Regions from separate parts of the Danio rerio genome. Here region 1 is linked to region 2. Evidence: chromatin contacts called from public Hi-C data. All regions are on one chromosome and are shown on one strand. The core of a region is the stretch at or near the end of the contact, and the rest is flanking DNA. Distances in the headings are between cores, read along the strand shown.

What was found. A called contact is a pair of places that touch in the nucleus more often than the background predicts.
Region 1: a contact with region 2 is called in a Hi-C map of embryo, with 2.8 times the contacts expected there. The contact joins the promoter of ier5l here to the enhancer-like site in region 2. A contact is called at or near these places in 2 of 18 Hi-C or Micro-C datasets (both in embryo) and 2 of 4 datasets of contacts at active chromatin or transcription factors (caudal fin and embryo).

The regions. Positions count from the first base shown.
Region 1 is chr5:33,410,185-33,412,884 of GRCz12tu, reverse strand. It overlaps ier5l (immediate early response 5-like), which reads right to left and starts at 1,274. Exons shown (of 1, transcript NM_199754.1): 1 at 1-1,274. The coding sequence starts at 1,140. The coding sequence ends at 223.
Region 2 is chr5:33,264,957-33,267,656 of GRCz12tu, reverse strand. No RefSeq gene overlaps it. Among named protein-coding and RNA genes, the nearest start is that of ntmt1, 140 kb to the right of the region's middle. Within about 2 kb of position 1,351, at least 11 of the 62 cell types and tissues checked have an H3K27ac peak or open chromatin away from gene starts, as enhancers often do.

The sequences.
Region 1 (2,700 bases), core at 25-2,524, 150 kb before region 2:
AAATTCAACTTCGTTTGTTTGTAATATCGACATTTGTTTTAAAGGATACATCACAAGTGGTAGGCTACAACCACTGTCCGCCTCCCCCACTGAAACGAAACCAAAAACAAACCAAAAATAAAAACAGAAAGGCTTAAATAACTTTGCTGCAAAAATAAAAGTCAATTTGTCTTAGACTTTGTACAATTTCATAAAGTATCTGAATTCGCATTAACCACAGAGTCAAAAGGCTACAATAGCTCGCGTCCAAGCCCCTAAACTCGCCAGGGCTTGTTTGCTACAGAACTGTCCGTTTAAGGCTTGCTCCAAGTCCGCTTGTCTGCTCACCAGTCCCGAAAACCCCGAGCCGAAGATCGAGATGAGGTTGGAAATGTTCGACGTGTCTAAGGGCTCCGTGATCGCGTATGAGGAGTCCTCGAATTTCGCTCTTTTGCACGGCGTAAAATCCGGTGCCTCCTCGATCTCGGACACGTAGTAACCAAAGTCAAGCTTGCGTTTCTTGGCCGGGCTCTGTGCGCCCTGGCAGCACTGTTGGAGCGAAGCGCAGCAGTCCTGGTGCAAATACCCGTTCTCTACTGTGGTAACGACATGCGTGTCCAAGTCGAGCACTGTAGTTTTGTTGCAGTGCATGTTGTTTACCGGCGAAAAGTCACAGTTGGACACGGGGTAGGCTTCCGCGCAGCAGCTGCGGTAGAACGAGGGCTCCGGCGCCGCTTTGCACACCTCCTCGCTTTGGAGAGCCAGGGGCACCGAGCAGGCGCTGGCCGGCTGTATGTGCTGCGCCGCCGGTGAAGTCTGGTGACCGACGGCGGGCAGGAGCGCGCCGCAGAGGCTCGCTGACTCGCTCGCGCTGCCGCAGCAGTCCGCCGTCTGATCCTCACAGTCCTCCGCCAGATCCAGCGGGTTCAGCTCCTGGATCTCGTTGCAGACCGTCATCACCTCCTCGTACTGCTGCATCCTGTAGATCTCCGCGTACTTCTCGTTCATGTAGACCTGCCTGGCGTTCCTCAGCACATAGGAGACCAGCAGGTTTTTGTGCAGCTTGATTCCTCCTCTCTGCGTACGGGAGTTGTGGATTTTCCGTAAAGATATCGAAATCAGACTTTGTGCATCCACTGCACACTCCATGGTGTTGATCATGGTCGGGCTGCTGATGCTTTCCCACCTCTCCGACGAAGGAAACTAACTTTCTTTTAGTCAGAATCACGATATTTCGTTCGGGGACGAAGGCTTAAGTCAGCTCTGTGGAGAAACATTGAACGCGGTCGTTTCTGCCTCAACGTGTGAGCGTAGGCAATCATTAGCCTGCGCTTGCTGCCATAGTATATATATGGCGGAGAACTTTACGCCCACTTCGCCAGCGGCCAATCAGAGGCCCAGAATGCCGTTGAGTGACAAGCGGATTCCTCTCAGAGGTTTTGATCTTGTCCAATCACAGAGAGGCGGTTCTTCTGTGCTATTCAAATTCCAAACTGACTTTACCAAACTGGAATGTTCTCATGAGGCGCATTGTACATCGGAGTGCGCGCTCTTGTCATGTGTGCCGGAGAGACAACTTGAAGGATGTCACACAAGTTTACAAACTTACTGAAAACTACATTTAAAAACAACAAAGCACTGCATGTTTCACATGCACGGGCTGAAATAATAATAAAAAAACTTGATTAAATTATTAAAAATAATAAATTATTAGATGAGAAAAAATAACTTTTCAAGATTATACTCTAAATTATACGCGCGCATACTTGAATGCAAACCATGTAAACGAATTAGTATGTAACTTTAATTACAGGTCAGTGAAAAAAAGGAGAAAAAAACATTAAAGTGTTGAATTATTCAATCTTCGTGATAAATAATAACTATTAACGTTATTATGCGTGCATTACATATACTTTTGTCTTATTTTAAGTTTCAGTTCTATGCATTCGTATATTTCAAGCTAAAGCAATGATAAAAAGTGTTAATTATGTGAAAAATAATTTAATATAATGTAACGTAAAATAATATAATGTAAAATGATATATTATAATATATAAAAATTATAATATAATATACTGTATAATACTATAATGAAAAATAAAATATTATAATATAATTTATAATAATATAATATAATGTAAAATAATATAATGTAAAATAATATAACATAATATAATATAAAATATTATAATATAATATAATGTAAAATAATATGATATAAAATAAAATATTATAATATAATACGATGTAAAAATATATAATATATTGTAATATAATATAATATAATGTAAAATAACATAACATAACATAAAATATTATAATATAATATAGAGTAACGCAGTGCCACAGTAGGTAGTGCTGTCGCCTCACAGCAAGAAGGTCGCTGGTTCGAGCCTCGGCTATTTGAGTTGGCGTTTCTATGTGGAGTTTGCATGTTCTCCCTTCATTCGCGTGGGTTTCCTCTGGGTGCTCCGGTTTCCCCCACAGTCCAAAGACATGCGATACAGGTGAGTTGGGTAGGCTAAATTGTCCATAGTGAATAAGTGTGTGTGGATGTTTCCCAGAAATGGGTTGCGGCTGGAAGGGCATCCGCTGCGTAAAAACGTGCTGGATAAGTTAGTGGTTCATTCCACTGTGGCGACCCTGGATTATTAAAAGGACTAAGCCGAAATGAAAATGAATTAATATAATAAATATAATATAATATAATATAATATAATA
Region 2 (2,700 bases), core at 102-2,601:
CAAAGGCTGAGCTAATTTACCAGACAAAGACACCTACAGTTGTTTTGGATTCTCTGGTGTGCCATCATCCATAATAGCCTCAGTATCCCAGTATGTTTCCTCTTCAGGTGTTCATGTATCATATCATATTTTGGTATTTGTGTCGAAGCATTAATAACAACATTGTAACAAAGGCAAGGTACAATAATATAAAATGATAAGTCAGTTAAAAATATTGATGTTGACGATTTATCAGCAATGATTCATGGCAGTCCTAATTCTTATACATTTTCTGTTTATCACCAAATCCTGAAAAAAGTATCATGTTTTTAATAAATATATTAAGCATTTTTTTCAACATTGATAATAATGTTGTTGATGATGATGATGATGATAATAATAATAATAATAATAGCACTAATAATAAATATTATTATTATAAATGTTACTTGACCACCAAATTAGCAAATTAATTGGATTTCTAAAGCATTTTGTGACACTGAAACTTGAAGTAACGATGCTTTGAATCAAATATGTTCTTGCATCTAGCATATGTTTTATGCAGCGGATGCCCTTCCAACTGCAACCTGTCACTGGGAAACATCCACACACACTCATTCACACACATAGACTATGGACTATTTAGCTTACCCAATTCACCTGTACCACATGTATTTGGATTGTGGGGGAAACCGGAGAACTCTGAGGAAACCCACGCAAACGCAGGGAGAACATGCAAACTCTACATAGAAATGCCAACTGACCCAGCGGGGCTCGAACCAGCAACCTTCTTGCTGTGAGGCGAACGTGCTACCCACTGTGCCACCATGCAGCCATTTAAATAAATTTTGATACTTAATATTAAATATCTCACCAACTGTCGCTTTATTTTAGTGTTATTCATATGGACAGGATCTAAAATGACCTCTGATACCTGTTAAAACTGGCATTGGCGAGAGAGCAAAACGGAGGCGATAAAAACATTGTTTTATTCTCCTTTGTTCAGTCTGTTTAAATTTTATAATTATTTCCTATACATTCCTGTATTAAATAAAAAAGAGAATTGCCTATTGTATAACACAGTGGTTTGTGCTTGCCAGGAAAACGGTTCTCATCGCTAAAATACAGATGAGATGTGATGTGAATGGCCAGCCGTGTTGCTGGTGTACTGGTTAATTAAAGTAGAGGGGGTGGGTTGCTGATCAGCCCTGCTCTCAGGTGTTTCAGTGAATACAGCAGCAGCTCTGATTCCTCCGCAGTCTAGGGGGCCTCAGTGCTGTGCGGAGCTGCTTCAGTCTCTCCCCTCAGTAACGGCTGTCCTCCATGCACACAAATAGCCATCAGAGGACAATGAGAGCCATGATCCTTTGACGCCATCTGTCACTGGAGGGTGTGCACGCACAGGCTACCGAAACCAGACAAAACGCACACACACACACAGGCAAGAGGGTAGGCAGTAGTTACACAGGGAATATGCAAGGGTGGAGGACCAGTATAATTTCCTTTCTTTTCAGTTACACTACATTTTCAGGATTGACCATTTTAAAGGTTGCTTTCAACAATAAGTGGTTAAAATATAAGATGTACATACGTATCTGTATTTGACAAATGCACAGTAAAAATACTGTTGTTGAAGAGTTTTTAAAAATATATATTTATTTAAGATGTATGATGCTTGAGAAAATATAATGGGTTTATTAACGATCAACTCTTTTACATATTGTAAATATGTCCAATGGTGTGACAGCAAAAACAACAACAACAACAACAACAACAAAAAACAAACAAACAGACAAACAAACAACTTAATAATATAAAAATATCACAAGAGCGATTTATCCTTGTTGTTGAACACGTATCTTCATATAGTGCTATTTATTTGATATGAAATTATGAATCTTTTTTTCTCCATGACTTTTACTTTTTCAGTAAATAGGGGTGATAAACCAAAGGACAACAAAACTTTATCTTGGAGTGGTTTCAAAAAAGTTGATAAAATTCAGAGACGAAAACTTAACAGGGGGCGTTACGGTGGCGCAATGGGTAAAACGATCGCCTCACAGCAAGAAGGTCGCTAGTTTGAGCCCTGGCTGGGTTAGTTGGCATTTCTGTGTGGAGTTTTCATGTTCTTCCTGCGTTGGCGTGGGTTTCCTCCAGTTGCTCTGGTTTCCCCAACAAGTCCAAAGACATGCGATATAGGTGAATTTTGGTATGCTAAAATTGTCTGTAGTGCATGTGTGTAAATGAAAGTGTAAGGATGTTTCCGAGTGATGGTTGCGGTTGTTAGGGCATCAGCTTCGAAAAACATATGCTGGATAAGTTGGCGGTTCATTCCGCTGTGGCAACCCCTGATTAATAAAGTAACTAAGGTGAAAAGAAATTAAAAGAATGAATGAAACTTAACAGGTGCACATCATGGACTTCATAGGCTTCAGTCACATGATCTTCAATGGGGTCCCTCATCTAAGTATGTTTTCAGTGGAATTGGTGATGAAAAATAGCATGTTGTGTCACACTAGAGGATATTGTTTTCAATGGCAAAATGTATCATGTTCCTAAATTTTTAGAAATATATGAATTTAAAAAATATTGCGAATTACTAAAAGAGCAACTTGTAAAATTAGCTGGGCAATATGAGCTAAAATTTATATTCCACTGTCCAGAGGATATCGATTTTATCACAATATGAGCAACAAAAAAAGTAAATCACATTTTAGTAGA